Regions from separate parts of the Sus scrofa genome. Here region 2 is linked to region 1. The links are chromatin contacts, called in public HiChIP or PLAC-seq maps. All regions are on one chromosome and are shown on one strand. Each heading gives the region's core, a stretch centred on a gene start, on an enhancer-like site or on the middle of the called end of the contact. The rest is flanking DNA. Distances are from core to core; before and after follow the strand shown.

Region 1 (3,979 bases), core at 1,372-3,871:
AGCACACCCCAGCCCCTGGAGGCTCACGCACCACAGCGTTCTGAGGGTTGGCCTGTTCATCATGCATCTCCCGAATCTCCTGGTCCGTGGATGCGTGGACTTGACTCAGCACGCTGAACCACTGGCTGTGGGGGGAGAAGAGAGTGACTGTTAGGTGGTGGCCAAGCTCTGCATTTGCGGAAACAGTGACGCCCTTCTGCACATCCTCTGGGAAGGTGACATCCCCTCTGAGCAACCTGGCTTTTCCTTTGCCTACTCCTCCTGGGGAGACAAGGGTTTTGTACTACCAGGAGCAAGGTCGGAAAAAACAGCCCAGATACCTCTAAGTACCCTCTGATGCAGCTGCTGGTCAAGAGAAGACCCTTTCCTCTGGCCCTCAAAGACTCTTAGAGGCATTTCACGATGATGATAATGGTTCCCAAGAAAATTAGCAGCAAAAAATGAAATCCTGGAGTTCTGTTGTAGCTCAGCAGTCATGACCTGGACTAGTATCCATGAGGAGTAAGGTTAGGTCCCTGGCCTCGCTCAGTGGGTTGGGGATCCAGTGTTGCTGTAAGCTCATGGAGTAGATCACAGATGTGGCTCAGATCCTGTGTTGCTGTGGCTGTGGTGGAGGCTGGCAGCCGCAGCTCAGATTCAACTGCTAGCCTGGGAATTTCCATATGTTGCAGGTGTGGCTCTAAAAAGACAAAAAAAAAAATAAAAACCAAAAAACCAAAAAATGAAATCATCAGTTCTATCCAAAACACTTAGATCAAGGATCTTTACTGGAGCTCCCTGGTGGCCTAGTCCTTAAGATTTGGCACTGTCACTGCTGTGGTTTGGGTTCGATCCCTGGCCTGGGAACTTCAGCATGCCACGGGCATAGCTAAAAACAAAACCCAAAAGAGGATCTTTACTGAAGGTATTATTTATAATCTAGGGAACATTCAAGTGCCTTCTCAGTTTTCAGAAGTGAATTCCAAGGTAAAAAGGCCAATAATGTAAGAGCATCGACTGAGGATGGCCACTTAAGATCTATTTTCTCGGAGTTCCCATCGTGGCGCAGTGGTTAACGAATCTGACTAGGAACCATGAGGTTGCGGGTTCGGTCCCTGCCCTTGCTCAGTGGGTTAAGGATCCGGCATTGCCGTGAGCTGTGGTGTAGGTTGCAGACGCGGCTCGGATCCCACGTTGCTGTGGCTCTGGCGTAGGCCGGTGGCTACAGCTCCGATTCAACCCCTAGCCTGGGAACCTCCATATGCCGTGGGAGCGGCCCAAGAAATAGCAACAACAACAACAACAACAAAAGACAAAAAGACAAAAAGACAAAAAGACACCTGATAGGATTTCTACTTAAGCGACTAAAACCAGAGGAGAGCTGGAAAGAGAAAACAATTGCCTGAAGTAGAAATTATTTTGAACAGAGAACTCTTCTATCTTCATTTCAAATGTTTTTTCGTACTTCCAGCCTCATCACAATCAGATAACAAGGGAAAACATGTCCACTCCAGAAAAGTTAAGGAGAACAAAAGTCATGATGCAGCTAGAAACAATACATGCTTAGGGAAAATGATCATGAATATCCATCCATCTGTCAGTCAGACCATCCATCTGTCCATCCATCCAACATTTATTACACAACTACATGTGACGGAGCTCCCATGGTGGAGCATCGGAAACAAATCCAACTAGGAACCATGAGGTTGCAGGTTGGATCCCTGGCCTCGCTCAGTGGGTTAAGGATCCGGCGTTGCCGTGAGCTGTGGTGTAGGTCGCAGACACAGCTCAAATCTGGCATTGCTGTGGCTCTGGCGTAGGCTGGTGGCAACAGTTCCGATTAGACCCCTAGCCTGGGAACCTCCATATGCCACAGGTGCGGCCCTAACAAGACAAAATACAAATAAATAAATAAATAAATAAATAAAACCCAATAACTACACATGAGAGGTACCGAATGTGAAAGAGATGCTAGTACCTCCTCCTCCTGTAGGGGACTGATGAGACACATATTGTGTACATATGTACACACACACACACACTCCTATAACTAAGGCAGAGGAAAAAGTACTGAGTATACAATGGATATTTAAGTAAAAAATTCACACCTACATTACGTAAGTCATGTAAGTTGTTTACAGCAAGGCAAAGCAAGGCACTAAAATCTATCTCCTGTGATTCTTGAAGGAAAAAGACGTAACCAAGAGCTTGAAAATACTCAGGATATATAGACTTTGAAGGAGACCAATAGCGACATCTTAATATGAATTTGTTCTTTGATTCTGGCTAACCCAAACACAAGACTTCAGTCACTGCTTTTTCCAAGCTCAAAAATATCTCCAATCAAACACTGAACAATACATCCATTCAAAATGCAGGCCACATGGGAGCAGACACACAAATAAAATTTGCTATGCTTTCCATCTGTACAGGTGACCCCTTTAAACTTACAAATCTCTCCTCCTAAATCAAGTACAACCTGGAATCTGAAAGGGAAATTTTAAAAATGTGTTCTACTGGCCAGGGCAAAAAGTCCTTGGCTAAAATATTCCAAATGTTAAATTTAGCAGGTTCATTATGGCACAAACCAGACAGGACAGCTGCCAAATGCTGGGCCTATAATTCAGCTGAAGAGCTCTGGGCATATTCCCTGGACCACAGAAAACCACACGAGGTCTCTGAGCGTCCCAGACGGAATGATGGGGCTCTAATTCCAGGTCTGCTTGTTTTTCCAGTTTGTGTCATAATTTATGGATCCAAGCAGGGTTTTAGTTATTTCCCATGGGAAGAATGATTTTCTTTGCCTTTCGTGCTGCTACCTTGGTATAGTACCCACAGAGACATTCTAAGGGCAAAGGGTCATAAGAGCCCCGAGAACTGGCTAGAAGATTCTAGTGATTTCTGGGCTGGAAAATAAAGACCACAGGTTGAAGGATGCCCCCTCATAAATTAGAAGGGATTCGCTGGTGTTGCTCAGGGTGGATGACAGGCACTTCCAATGTGACCCTACAATCACAAAGCAGCAGGAAGAGACAAGAGAGATGCTCCACTGTGTGACCCTGTGATGTCAGGCGGAGGAACCGACAACAGTTCTTCATTTTCTGCCACATCTCAGCACCATGATGGAAACCAAGGTCCAGAAAAGTCAGATGACTTGGCCCAGTCCATGAGGCAAACCACCACCCTCTGAGGTCAGTCCAAAACCTTAGCTCCTTGGAGTCACGGCTCAGCAGAAAGGAATCTGACTAGTATCCATGAGGATGCAGATTCAATCCCTAGCCTCGCTCAGTGGGTTAAGGATCTGGGGTTGCTGTGGCTGTGGTGTAACCCAATGGCTACAGCTTTGATTCAACCCCTAACCTGGGAACCTCCATACGCTGCAGGTGCGGCCCTAAAATGACCAAAAAAAAAATCTAGGCTCTTTAACAAGGTTTCTGCCTCGGTTGGAAAGAAGTGACCCTGCACTGCTTTACAGAGCACGCCACCCTTTCTCTGCAGCTCAGTCTCCGCCTCTGTACAATTAGCAAACAGTAACAACACTGCCGCCCTGGAGGGCTGTATGAGAATTAAATGAGTTAATATAGGTGAAGCATTTTAGAATACTGCCCGGAAGCTCCTGCTCTGGTTCAGTGGGTTAAGGATCTGGTGTTGCTGCAGGTGTGGTGTGGGTAGCAGCTGGGGATTGGATTCGATCCGTGGCCCAGGAACTTTCATATGCCACGGGTTTGGTTAAAAAAATTAAAAAAGGGTAATACAGAAACTTGATACTTTATGCCATGGATGGGGCTGAAAAAAGAAAAAAAAAAACTGCCTGAAATATAATAAGTTCCCTCGTGTTAACTATCTCTTTGAGCCGACGGAGTTCTTCAGCATCCCGGCCTCAAGCACCCGCCCGATGCCTCAGCACTAGTGCTTATGTAAGTAGCTAGTGGTTAACGTTTCTGCTTTTTCAACTTTTCAACACACAGAAGCTGCTCTCCTTCACAGCTCAGAAGCTTCC
Region 2 (4,009 bases), core at 1,286-3,785, 95 kb after region 1:
GTTAATGCTGTCAAGTATAAATCTCAGGAGATGGGAGGATTCAGAATTTAGATGGAGGTAAAGGCTCAACAAAGACCCTTCTAAGAAACACCGCTTAGACTGAAATGCAGAGACATGCACAGGAGTAACTGGGTGAAGACTGAAGGATGGGGGTGGAAGGGGTGGCACCTGTGGGAGGAAACAGCCTGGTGCCTTGGGGGAATGAAAGGTCATGAGCCAGAGTCCCACTGAGAGGCCACTGCTCTCCAGTCAAGTATGGAACTGGTTCTTTCAATAGGGACAGGGAGAGAGGCTGGAGTTGCGTTTCATGGCCAGTGGCCAATGATGTAATCAATAATGCCTATGTAAGGAGGCCTCCATAAAACCCCAAAAGGATGGGGTTCAGAGAGCTTCTGGGTTGGGGAACATATGGAGGTGGAACACAGCACCCTGGAGAGAGCCTGGGAGACCTGCACACCGGCTGTGCATCTCATTCACCTGCTTCCTGAGCTGCATCCTTTTATACCTCAGTGGTAATCTAGTAAGATGTGTGAGCTCTGTGGGCTGCTTGAACAAATTCACTAAAACCCAAGGAGGGGGTCCTTGAAAGCTCTAGGGTAGAGCTGGTTGGTCAGAAGCACAGGGGACAAAGCAAAAAAAAAAAAAAAAAAAAAGGGAGTTCCCATTGTGGCTAAGCAAGTTAAGAATCCAACTAGGGGCGAGTTCCCGTTGCGGCACAGCAGAAACAAATCCAACTAGGAACTATGAGGTTGTGGGTTGGATCCCTGGCCTCGGTCAGTGGGTTAAGGATTCAATGTTGCCATGAGCTGTGGTGTAAGTCGAAGACATGGCTCAGATCTAGCGTGGCTGTGGCTCTGGCGTAGGCCGGCAGCTACAGCTCCAATTGGATACTTAGCCTGGGAACCTCCACATGCCTCAGGGGCGGCCCTAAAAAGACAAAAGACAATAAAAGAAAATAAAAAAGAATCCAACTAGGATCCAAGAGAATGTGATCCACCCCTGGCCTCACTCAGTGAGTTAAGGATCCAGTGTTGCCATAAGTTGTGGGATAGGTCACAGATGCAGCTCGGATCTGGTGTTGCTGTGGCTATGGTGTAGACCTCAGCTGCAGCTCCAATTTGACCCTAGCCTGGAAACTTCCATATGCCACAGGTGTGGCCCTAAAAAACAAACAAAAAGCACAGGGCACAACAGACTGGCAACTGTACTAGAGAGCTTGCCTTCTTGTGGGACCAAGCCCTTTACCTGTGGAATCTGATGCTAGCTTCTGGAAGACAGAGACAGAACTGAGTTAATGCTTGGTGAACTTGATAATAACCTACTACATAATATACAGCATAAATATTATAGCATTATAATGATATAATGACCAGGTAGCTACTTCTTTGCTTATCGTATTGCACAGCTATGACACCGAAACAAACTTCAGGATTGAAAACAAAATATAACACCAGTAAAATCCAAGTTAACAAGCCTAATTTAACCCCCTGGTTAATGCTGTTTTGCTCAAACTGAGGCATGCACTCTGCTCTGCGACTACCTGTTCTCTCAGGAGTCTGGCAGCCTCTTCAACCACGAGCACTATCGTTCCTTTATTTATCTCACCCCATTCCTTTATTCCCAGCATGATAAGACAGTGACTTGTGCAGCAATTATGACGTTAGTTTATCTGCACTTCACAGCAAACACATCACTTACACGTCCAGTCCTGCAGCTGTCCCATTCGCCCATGGCAATTACAGTCCCAACCCTTGGCGCCAACACAACCACAAAGGCAAACACGGGCTTTGGGGAAAATGCATGCACCCAGATGAACCCAAGCGAGCTGATACTGTTTAAAAAAACAAAAAAAAAAAACTATAGAGATAACAGTGAAGGTGAAAAAGGGAAAGAAAAGTAAACCTGGAGTTCCCGTTGTGGCGCAGTGGTTAACGAATCCGACTAGGAACCATGAGGTTGCGGGTTCGATCCCTGCCCTTGCTCAGTGGGTTAATGATCCAGCATTGCCGTGAGCTGTGGTGTAGGTCGCAGACGCGACCGCTCGGATCCCGCGTTGCTGTGGCCCTGGCGTAGGCCAGTGGCTACAGCTCCGATTCGACCCTGGCCTGGGAACCTCCATATGCCGCGGAAGCGGCCCAAGAAATAGCAAAAAAAAAAAAAAAAAGAAAGAAAAGTAAACCAAAGCACTGATGGGAGGCCTCAGAGGCTGTATTCAAAGTTTTGAGAATTTTTTGTAGGCAGAAGAGCAAGTCACACGGCAGTTTTTAAGCAGGGCAAGGTCATGATCAGGTTTACAGTTTTAGAGAATCACTGGGTGCGAAGGACGAAGTGTGGGGGCTGGACGGAGGGAGGGCGGAGAAGAAGCAGGAAGTGAGGGCAGAAGGGCAATGAGAGAGTAGACGGGAAGGGCCCCCAACAGATCGTGGAGGGAGAAGGGAGGGCACGGCTGATGGCCCCGGTCTGGGTGGTTGGTGAGTGACAGGGAGGCTGGGGGACAACTTGGGACAGCCCAGGAAGCTTGCCAGTCAGCGTGCTGACCTCGGCACTGGGAACACCGCTGGGCACGTCTGTCAACGCTCACACTGTAAACATGAGACCAGTATACTTTACTGCATATGGTTTCACCTACTTATTGCGGAGGGGGGTGACGTCTAGATCCAAGGACGACTTCCCCATCTCAGGCTTGGGACCTGGTAGAATGGAGAGTCCACTTGCTGGGGTGGAGAAGCAGGGGAGAAGGAAGACGTTTCAGGAGAAAATTAGGATGAACTGAGGTGGGGCCACGCCCGAGATGTCTGTCAGAGGCTCTGTGACGATGCTCTGGGCCACCTGGATGCACACCTGCAACTCACGAGAAGCTGGCAGGAGGGGCGTCTGAGTCTGGGGAGGCTTGCAGCCACAGAGAAGGAGAGGCAGCTGGGGTCAGAAGACATCCCACGTGGAAGACAATGGAGGAACCCAGAGAACGAGGAAGAAACCAGAATGATGGAGCAGCTGGAAGGAGCCGGGCAGCGTATGGGAGGGAGTGTGGAGCCAAAGATACATCTTTTCTTTTTCCCCAAGACGAACATTCTAGAAATTTTTGAATGATAATGCTGACGATTCACAAGAAAAGGAGAGGTCGGAGAATCAGGAGCAGAGAGGGTCAAAGATGGAGTAAAGTCCCCAAGAAAGCAGGGAGGAGGGATCAAAACACACCTGGAGAAAAGGACCTCTGGAGGCAATAGGGGCCTTTATCCACCCTGCAGGCCCATCTCCTTCCAGTGCAGGTGTCAATCATGACCCCAAACCTGCCCTCCTGCCTGTTCTTGTCAATAAAGTTTTATTAGAACACTGCATTCCAGGGCAAGGATGATGAAGCAGTTGTAACAGAGACGATCTCATCCATTGATCATTAAAATACGTATGTCCTCCTGGCCTTAATAGGACAGCTTTGCTGACACCTGGCATTTTCCATCCTACGAATCACATTCCCGATTCACTTGATTTTCTCAAAACAGACACCGATGACTCCGTTGCTGCCAGAAGACTCAGGAAGCTCCTCTAGTGTCTGGAGGATCCACTCTGAAGCTCTTAGTAAGCAGGACAAAGCCGTTACGGTGAGGCCCTGGACCAGGAAGTAGGATTCTGTTCTGAAACTAACACAGGGAGACGCAAGTTCAAGTCCTGTGTCCGCTGCTCACACTCAAGCATCCTTGGCAAGTTGCTCAACAGCTCCAGACCTCAGCTTCCCTGCAGGAAAGGCTTCTTATCGTTCTTAAGGAATGGCAGCTCCCTTCTTTGCGTTTCGAACCCCATGTCCTTCTGTCCTTAACAAATCCCACGTGCTACAGGCCTACCTCCCATCTAATGATCCTTGTTCTTCCACATGTTCTTGCAAATGCTGCTGTGCCCTTCCTGCCCTCTGTGCCAGCCACACTCCCACATCCCCTTTGACTCATGACCACAATGTCCCTGTCCCTGTGACGTATCTTCTTGATTCCTTCTTGAGCATCAACTGCTACTTTTT

Evidence for each region. HiChIP or PLAC-seq counts read pairs in DNA pulled down with a chosen protein or histone mark.
Region 2: a contact with region 1 is called in an H3K27ac HiChIP or PLAC-seq map of skeletal muscle. The contact joins two enhancer-like sites. A contact is called at or near these places in 4 of 47 Hi-C or Micro-C datasets (embryonic fibroblasts, epiblast stem cells and skeletal muscle) and 1 of 2 datasets of contacts at active chromatin or transcription factors (skeletal muscle).

Annotation. Positions count from the first base shown.
Region 1 is chr16:5,925,685-5,929,663 of Sscrofa11.1, forward strand. MYO10 (unconventional myosin-X) reads right to left here. Exons shown (of 41, transcript XM_005672397.3): 29 at 32-125. Among named protein-coding and RNA genes, the nearest start is that of RETREG1, 48 kb to the left of the region's middle. Within about 2 kb of position 2,622, at least 2 of the 83 cell types and tissues checked have an H3K27ac peak or open chromatin away from gene starts, as enhancers often do. A contact at or near this core is called in skeletal muscle, where this site is marked.
Region 2 is chr16:6,020,611-6,024,619 of Sscrofa11.1, forward strand. The region is part of intron 4 of MYO10 (unconventional myosin-X); the gene reads right to left. Among named protein-coding and RNA genes, the nearest start is that of MYO10, 120 kb to the right of the region's middle. Within about 2 kb of position 2,536, at least 3 of the 83 cell types and tissues checked have an H3K27ac peak or open chromatin away from gene starts, as enhancers often do. A contact at or near this core is called in skeletal muscle, where this site is marked.